Linked DNA regions of Ovis aries: region 2 is linked to region 1. A link is a contact called in public Hi-C data. All regions are on one chromosome and are shown on one strand. The core of a region is the stretch at or near the end of the contact, and the rest is flanking DNA. Distances in the headings are between cores, read along the strand shown.

The links. A called contact is a pair of places that touch in the nucleus more often than the background predicts.
Region 2: a Hi-C map of liver shows a contact between it and region 1, with 1.8 times the contacts expected there. The contact joins the promoter of TOLLIP here to the enhancer-like site in region 1. A contact is called at or near these places in 2 of 16 Hi-C or Micro-C datasets (hypothalamus and liver).

Annotation. Positions count from the first base shown.
Region 1 is chr21:46,397,258-46,401,820 of ARS-UI_Ramb_v3.0, forward strand. The region is part of intron 1 of MOB2 (MOB kinase activator 2); the gene reads left to right. Among named protein-coding and RNA genes, the nearest start is that of MOB2, 11 kb to the left of the region's middle. Within about 2 kb of position 2,929, at least 4 of the 54 cell types and tissues checked have an H3K27ac peak or open chromatin away from gene starts, as enhancers often do. A contact at or near this core is called in liver, where this site is marked.
Region 2 is chr21:46,560,393-46,564,832 of ARS-UI_Ramb_v3.0, forward strand. TOLLIP (toll interacting protein) reads left to right here and starts at 3,014. Exons shown (of 6, transcript XM_027959318.3): 1 at 3,014-3,149. The coding sequence starts at 3,117.

The sequences.
Region 1 (4,563 bases), core at 1,679-4,178:
CTCTGACCGTATAGACCTCTGTCAGCAACGTGACGGCTCTGCCCTTTAACACACTGTCTAGGCTTGTCTGCACAGCATGACCCTCATAAAACCCTTCATTCCCCCTCCCACCCGTGGAAACGGGAAGGAGGCAGTTTCCTTGTTGTGCTGGGTGGAGGGTGTGGTTCCACACAGCCCAGAGGCCCCTGGTACAGGGCCGGCCCAGGAGGCCTGGAGAGGTTGGCATCCTTCTTGGTCCTCGTGTGCCAGGTGCTGGTTAGGACCAGAGCGCTCTCTTGGGGGCATTGTCAGCCCTCTGGAAGTGGAGCCTCTGAGTCTCTCAGAGAGGGACTTGAGCTGCTGAGTTTCAGGTTCTTTCCTGTGGGGCCAGCGCTGACTTGAACCCGTTTTTGGCTCCGCAGGGCCTGGGCCCTGGGTCAGGTGAGGGATCCTTGCGTTGGCGTTGCCGCAGCCCCAGGAGCAGGCTGCCTGCCAGCGGGGCTCAGCCTGGAGCCATCTCACCGTCCAGCTGGGCAGGGCCTGGGGCTGTGCCCTGCTGGGGTGCCGCTGGCTCCCAGTGGGCAGGAGTGCCGCTCGGCGCGGGTGGGGAAGGTGCTGGTTGGCCTGCGTCGGCCAGGAGGTGGCAGCAAGACCGTCCCTGGCTGGGCTGGGCTGGGCACGGGGTCTTGTAGTCACTCGCGGGCCTGCTCTTTGCAGAGCCGTCTGGCTGTTTATGACTGAGGTGAATCCTTGCTATTATGTTGGCCAAAAAGTTCCTTCAGTTTTTAAATACGAGAAAGAAAACACAGGTTTTAATTTTCATCCAGAACTTTATTGAACCGTTTTCAAGGTAGTGGAGCAAGACGACTTCCCGATTTCATCTTTCTAAACCTTCTGTATCTTTTTGAGCAAAGAACTGTCGCGTGTGCCTTTTCACAGTCTGCCAGGGGATTGAGTGTTTTCCATTTGCAGAATTTTTAACAACCAAATAAAGGGAAATCTGAAGGTGCAGTGTCTGATGGATGCGGAGATGAACCGAAACTTCCCAGCCCTGGTCACCACGGAGACGCACAGCCCTGGCCAGCCCGGTGTTGTAAGGGGATCTGATCCCAAGTGTCAGGATGAATGGGACTTATTCTTAAAGAGACAGGGAGAAGCAGAGACAGGAACTGGGAGGTGCTGGCCCCCAGCTCAGGGCGCTCTCTCCCCGGCGCGCCCAACTCTGCGTCTCCCCTGGGCGCAGGCTCTCCTGCCGAGAGGGGCTGTGGCCGTGCGGGAGCCCGAGCAGCGCACCCGAGGCGCAGCTGCCTGTGCGTGTGTCCAGGCCGAGGGAGCCGGGGGCTGGGTGTGCGTCTGTGGGCTGCAGCCCTGGCAGGGCCTGGGGATGGACCAGAGCTCATGTCCCTGCCCTCCCCTTCCTGGCTGTGTGCCCGTGTGTACACACACACACAGACACACACACACAGACACACACACACACACACTCTCTCTCTCTCTCTCTCTCTCTGTGTTGGGACTATGCATGCCATTTAGTTGATTCTGTTGGGAAAGGAATTCCGTTCTCGCTGCCCTCACAGAGTGGGGCTCCCAGTCCAGGCGCATGTGGGCCCTGGGGCCGTGGGGAAGACGGCAGGGGCGGGGCGCACGGAGAGCCTGGGCCAGTGCGGTCCTCCAGGTGAGCTCGTGCCGTGCCCGGCCCCTCCTGGGTGTTGGGAGTGACGGCAGGAGGCAGGGCTGAGCTGTCCCGAGGGAGAGACTGTGGACACCCCGCTGCCCACGTCTGGTCCTCTGTCCTGTGGTCTCTTAGCTTTTGAAGGTGGTGAGTGAACAGAGAAGGACTCCACAGAAGAGAGCGCAGGCTGTGGCTGCCCCGGGCTGCCCCGCCTCTCCCTCATCTCGGTTGCTGCCCCGGGCGCAGGATGACTCTCTGGGAGGACCTTGTCCTCTTGGAGGACCTTCTTGCTGGGAGTGTGGGGTGGTTGGCGTCGTGACCATCCTCCCTTGTCCAGCTGGCAGCGTGTTGTCCGGGGGCGCTCAGGGCTGGGGCTGCCCATGTTCCTGAGCATCCCTGGCATGGGGTGTGTGCGGAGAGGGGGGGCCGCGGCTTTTTCCCAGCACAGGGCTCTGCCCCTCCCCTGAGAGGAGGTGGGCCTCTGGTGGCCGGGGCAGCGTGGGACCTCCCTTCTGGATGCTCTTCTCTCCCACAGCCCAGGAGCCTCACTCCCACAGCCCAGCAGCAGGCGGGCACCAGGGCGGCGGGCACCAGGGCAGCTGGCCTCGGGGCTTTGGGCCCATGGCCTCTGGTCCCAGGAGAGGCGCCAGGAGCAGGGCTCACTCCCACCCCCCGCCCATGCCGTCCACAGGTCAGGTGAGCTCGGGGTCACTCACGGCTGCTCCCTGAGCCCTGGCACCCGATGGGGAGGCTCCAGCCCCAGCCCTGCAGACTGGTTCTGGCTGGGAGGAGTTCTCTGCGAGGCGCCTGCTGTGTGGAGGTGTTCTCATGGCCGCGGTCATGTCCACTAGCTTCACAGATGTGGACATGCTCACGCCCACTGAGCGCTTAAAGTGCTGGGGCGCGTGGCGGAGGCCCTGTGGGTCCCGCCCGTCGTCACAGGCTGTCCCCGCCCCCCCCGCCCGGCCTGCTCCCGCCCCCTGGAAGCAGAACGCTGGGCTGGGTCCGCGTGGCCCTGTGCAGGGGCCCGGGTCTGGGGGTGCTGTCTGCAGAGTGCCCGTGGCGGCGGCCCAGGCGCTTCTCCGGGCGCGGGCCTGCAGCAGGGGTGGGAAGTGCTTTGTGATGGAAACCCTTGTTTTTGAGCACATTCTCTTGTTCCTGCGGGAAGGCCTCCTACCTTCTTGGCTGAAGAAGTGCTGGGCTCAGCTGAGTTCTGAGAGCTCTGGCGTTTATAATTCGTACAAAAATAAGCGTGTCCTCTTGTTGTGACCTTGCTGGCTCTTGTGCACTTCCTTCCAGGCCAGCCGAGGGTAGCCGGGCTTAACGTGCGGTGGTCAGCCCCGCCAGGCAGGAAGGACCCGTGAACCCTGGCTCGTACGCGGCCGGGGTGTTGGGTGCTCTGTGCCCTTTCTCCTCGTGCGTTGCCTCCTCACTGGACGTGTGGGTGTAGGTGGGAGCGTTGGTGGTTTGCGGGCCCTGAGTCTGAGCTGTCGCCAGGAGGACAGCGGGCCCTGGTTCACAGTAGACGGCCACTCTCTTGTGAGGTGGCGCCATGTAAGGCGCAGCCCGCCACCTGCCGTGGAGCTCGTGGAGCTCACATCTGCTCACGCGCCGTCCTGGGCCCTGCCCAGCCATCGAGCTGGGGCCCTCCGGGCCCGCATGGCCGTCCACACGGTTGAGGGCAGGGGCGTGCACAGGCCAGCCCAGGGCCCCCGCCCCCCGCTCGGCTCCTGCTTGGGGACTGAGGCAGGTCCAGCTGCCCTCCCAGGGGTGCAGGCGTGCTTGTGGGGCCGGCGTGGACCCTTTCAGGACGGAGCAGCAGGGGCCTGATGGGGTCTGCCGTCAGCCTGCCCCTGTCTGCACAGCCAGGACCTGCGGGCACAGGGCTGACCCGGGGCCAGCACGGCCGGCCCTGCACGTGGTGCTCAGAGGCCCTTCCTCTGCCGCCAGCCGGGTGGCCGCGGCTGCTCTCTCAGGTCTCCAGGCCTTAGGCTGGCCCTGCCGCCTCCCCCTGGGGGCCGTGGCTCCTCGCGGGTAGGGGGCCACGTCCTCACGTCTCTTCCTGTCATGCCTGCAGTGGTGGCTGCGTTGTAGGAGCAGGCGCTGCTGCGAGGGTGCGGCGAGCGCGTCTCCACAGGGCCCTTGGCCCGCGCCTGCCCAGCGGGGGTGGCAGAGCAGGGCTGGGTGCGCGGCTGTGTTTGCCCAGCGTCCATGGGCCTTACGGCGTCAGTGCCATCGGGACCCTGGGCCTGCGGCGTCCCCAGCCTTCTGCTGATGGGCTGCAGTCAGCGTCACAGGCTCCTCCGGCAGCACCGCAGACGGGAGAGCAGTGGTGATCACGGGCCGGCCCCCGCCCCCCCCCCCACCTCCCCCGCCGTCCACCGGGAGCGGCTCGCAGGTAGCATTGTCACGGCCCCCGCCCACCGGGAGCGGCTCGCAGGTAGACTGCAGTTTTCTCAGTGTTTTTCTCAGAAGTCTGGGTCACGTGGTCTCTAATGAAAACAATAAAATGTCCCTCGAGTGAGGTTTGGAGGGTCTGGGCTAGAGGCTGCACCCTGGCCCTTGCGAGCCTATGCTGGAGCAGGCAGGGGCCTGACTGGTTGCGCGGCCCACGGCCCTGCCCGCGGGACCTGACCCAGGAGTCGCCTGTGGGCGGTGTGATGACACCGGGTCACGGCTTCCTGGGCGCCCTCCGGGTGGGCCCACGGTGCCATGGGCTGACCCAGCTCCAGGGCCTCGGGCCCTCCTAGACCCAGGCACCCATGGGTGGGATTGGGGAGCGCATGTCTTTATCTTTGGTTCGCACCTTCTGCAAACCAGCAGAGTACTGACCGGGTCGTGCCCCTGCCCAGAAGGCCTTCTGGACGCCCTTGTCTGAGGGCTGGGGTCCTCATCTCCCTCCGTCCCCACCC
Region 2 (4,440 bases), core at 1,764-4,263, 160 kb after region 1:
TGGGGCCCGTGGGGGCCACTATGAGGTGAAACCTGGACACAGAAGGCCAAGGAGGGCTTACCTGCCATGACAACGTGGATGGGCTGGGCACAGTGAGGATTCCACAGGCTGATGGCGTCATTCGGGTGACATTCAGGGTCTCGGCCCTGGATGTTAAGTGTTGGGTCTCTGAGCAAACGTAGGCAGGTAGGTGGAGCAGCTGGTGTTTAGAACTCCCTTCACAGTTAACACTTTCTACAGAAATACACTTGGCGGGACCCCGCCCTCCAGCTCTGCCCCCTCTTCAGTTCTCCTGCCAGAGACGTCCTCTCTGCCCAGCTCTACGGCCCACAACTCCACTCTGTAAAGCTCCGTGATGACAACTTACTATTGATAACACGCTGCTGTGGTTCTCATGCCCACTCTAGGGTTGAAACCCCCTTTTCTGGCCCACCTCTCACACTCTCTGCCCATCAGCTCCCTCTGCCTTTCTCAAGGATACGTGGTCAGTGCCCGGTGGCCAGGTGGTGCTGGTCTGATGAACACCTTCTCTCCGTGTTTGTCTTACCGAGTGTCTCTCCCTAAGCCTCAACTTCTGTTCGAACCTTCCCACATCTATCAGAGGCAAAGTGGCAGCCTTTTCTGATTTTATCCTTTACAAACATGGCATAGATACTGCATCAATTCCATTAGAAATTGCTTTTTTGTTCAGCATAAGGTAGGGATCGAATGACAAGTTTTTTCCCCAAGTACAGCCAACTGTTTTAGTACATGTACTACAAGATACTGCTCAGCAGGGCCTACACCCTCATAAATCAAGTTTTTGTGTTTTGTTCCATTGGTGAACTTGTCTATCCCCATATCTCTGTCCTAGGCTCAATTACTATAGTTTTAGAATACATTTGCCATCTTCTGGAACAGTCTCCTCCTGTCTCCGGCTTCTCCTCTTCCTTCTCCTGGAATGTCTTGGCTAACATCCAGCCTTTGTTCTATACAGATTCTAGAATCAGCTTGCTAAATAGTCTTAAAAAAAAAAAAAAAAAAACCCTGTAGGGGTTTTAATGACAATTTCTTTTGTAGGGCAATTTGGGGGACAATTGACATATTTCTGACATTAAGCCTTTCTATCCATGGATATGGTATATAGCTTCCCAACTTATTCAGGTCTTAATGTGTTTTAATAAAATTTTATTGTTTTTCCTTAACACTCATAAAAGTTGCAGTTTGGTCTCATCTATTCTGTTGCTGCTCTTTGCAATGATGTTTTACAAAACTGTGTCCCCTGGTTATTGAGGATATTTATTTTTAATTGAAGGATAATTGCAATACTGTGTTTTCCCTCCTTGAGCCTCCCTCCCATCTCCCACCCCTCTAGGTGGTCACAGATCCCCAGTTGGAGTTCCTCAATTTGAGTCATACATCAAATTCCCACTGGCTGTCTGTTCTGCGAATGTTAGTGTATATTTTTCCAAGCTGCTCTCGCCATTCCTCCCACTCTCTCCTTCCCACCCACTATTGAGGATATTCAGACACACATGTAGATTAGTTTCTGGCTGGCCTCCCCAGATCCTCTCCACCTTTCTCTACCTCTCTTTGTGTCTGTCTACAGAATGGATCTCCCGGTTAGTTTGATGGCAGACACTGTATAGATCAGAGATGGGAGGACAGAGGCCAGGGGTTCGTGTCCGCAGGCCCCTCCCACAGCCCTGTGGTTGGCAGTGACTTCCCCATCTGCTGAGGAAGCCTCTTGTCCTGCCCTCTGCTCCCTCCTTCTCTTCCAGGCCAGGAGTAGTGGCAGCTCCCTGAGACTAAAAGTCTCTCATGCTTTGCTTTTTCACTTCGCCCTTTCTTGGTAAACAGGACATTTGCTGAAATCTCTGCAGTGTTCTTCCCGAGAACACCCGCTGTTTCTTGCCGGGACCCTGACTGATACTATAATTGCCACCGGAAGTGACCCCAGGAAACAGGCTCTAAATGGGATTCTGGCCTTGAGGTGCACGTCTATCTGATGAGTGTGTGGATAAAGTCCTTGCCCAGGGAAATCGAGTACCAGGAGCCCGTGTCATCCAGGGACAAGGGACATCCCAGTTCCTAAAATGGTCACCAGCGGCGGCATGGGGCGCCGTGCCAGTGGGTAGCCAGCCGCTTGGGCAAATGCGGGACTGCAAAGGCTGCGCAGTGGGCTGGCTACTTCTGAAGGTTCTGGGAGGCACACAGCAGGGCAAGGACGGCTCAAGCCTCGGGTGTGAAAGTGCCCTCCAGGCAGGCCACCGGGAACGCCTGCACCTCGACGAACCAGACACCCTGGGGACGCACAGGGGGACCCCGTGTAGGATGGGGGCTCTTATAGGTGATTCCGGGTAAGGTTTAAGGACGCGGGGTCTCGCTGTGGGTTGGGTGCCATCTGGAAGCTCCTTAATACTTCCCATCCGGGAGAGGCGACTGGCGGGCGGCGGAGGCTGTGGCGCGAGGGGGACGCGGCGCTCCAGCTCGGGCGCGAGAGGGTGGCCACTGGCGGGGGAATCCGCGCGGCGGCCTGGAGCGGCCAGCGGCTGTCTCGCGCCACCGCCGCCTGGGAGCCGCCGGTGTCGGGAGCAGAACGCCAGGCCCGGGGGAGCCGCCTCGGATGGAAAAGCGCAGGGCTGCGTGGAGACCCCAGCGGCCGCCCGGCCAGCAGCGTCGGGCACACCGAGCCGAGGGGCCGGCGGGCGGCAGGGGAATCGCGCGGCCTCACCGCCGGAACACTCGGAAGGCCGCGGCCGCACCGGGTCACGCCGGCCGCTCGCGGGGCGCGGCCGGGCCACGAGCCCGCGCGGCAGCCGCGGCGGCTCGCGTCACCGCCCGCCCCGGCCGGCCGCGCCCGGCTGCCCGCCGCGCCCCAGCGCGCAAGCGCACAGCGCCGGCCCGGGAGCCATTTCACGCGGCCGCGGCGCGGCGGGCGCGACTGCGCAGGCGCCCGGCGGGAGCGCGCGCGCCTGCGCGAGAAGCCGGAAGCGGCGGCGCGCTCTGCGCCTGCGTCCGGGCCGGGGGGGGCGGGGCCGCCGTCAGCTGACTGAGGCGGCTGCGGCCTCGCGGGACCGCCGTCGGCTCGCGTCTCTGGCGGCTGTCGGGGGGCTACGCGCGGGCCCGGCCGGACCATGGCGACCACCGTCAGCACGCAGCGCGGGCCGGTAGGCTCCGGCGGGGGCGGGCTCCGCGGCCTTCGGGCACAGGCCGACGCCGGGCTCCGTGCGAGCGGAAGGGAGTCCCCGGCAGGGAGAGGCCGCGCACCGTGCGGGCCCCCGGGAGGACGAGGCCTCACGCTCACCGGGCGCCCGAGGCGGGGGGTGGTCGGCGCCGGTTGGTTCCCGGGGAGGAGGCGGGTCGGCGCCGGTTGGTTCCCCGGGGCCGGGGAGGGTCGGCGCCCGTTGCGTCCCCGGGATGGGCGATGGTCGGCGCCCGTTGGTTCCCCGGGGCCGGGGAGGGTCGGCGCCCGTTGCGTCCCCGGGATGGGCGATGGTCGGCGCCCGTTGGTTCCCCGGGGCCGGGGAGGGTCGGCGCCCGTTGGTTCCCCGGGATGGGCGATGGTCGGCGCCCGTTGGTTCCCCGGGATGGGCGATGGTCGGCGCCCGTTGCGTCCCGGGGAGGAGGAGGGTCGGCGCCGGTTGGTTCCCCGGGATGGGGGAGGGTCGGCGCCCGTTGGTTCCCCGGGGCCGGGGAGGGTCGGCGCCCGTTGGTTCCCCGGGATGGGCGATGGTCGGCGCCGGTTGGTTCCCCGGGATGGGCGATGGTCGGCGCCCGTTGGTTCCCCGGGATGGGCGATGGTCGGCGCCCGTTGGTTCCCCGGGATGGGCGATGGTCGGCGCCCGTTGCGTCCCCGGGAGGAGGAGGGTCGGCGCCGGTTGGTTCCCCGGGATGGGGGAGGGTCGGCGCCCGTTGCGTCCCCGGGTGGAGGGGGCCCCGCCCCCACCGGCGGGCCCCGGGGTCGGGCGGGGTCGGCACCCGCTGGGTCCCCGGGAGGAGGCAACACCCTGTGCCTAGAGTGTCCGTCTGTAGAGGAGCCACCCGGCCAGGCTTGGATGAAGGAGGGTCCAGGCCCAGCTGTGTCCCTCGGTTCCTTTGGTAACACATGAGGGGTCCTGAGCTGGGAGTCCTCTTCTGCCCCTGGCCCTGGAGTCCTGTCTCCTGCGCGGCTGCTGTGTCCTTGTCCAAGAGCAAGGCTTCGGCTCCTGGGGAGTCACCTCTAGCCCCCGTTCAGACTGGGTTGGGGTGCCTGACCATGAGCGGTGAGGGTTTGTTTGCTTTAATCACAGTCAGAGCCTTCAGCTGGGACAAGGTTCTGGTTGATGGTTTGATGTGGCTTCACCAGGGAAGTCCCCGCAGCCCTGGCTCTTCACTCTCCCGCCAGGATGGACAGATCTTGTCTGTGTCTCTGCCAGCGGGAGACGAATCTATCCACACGGCGTCTTTCTGAGTTTGAGG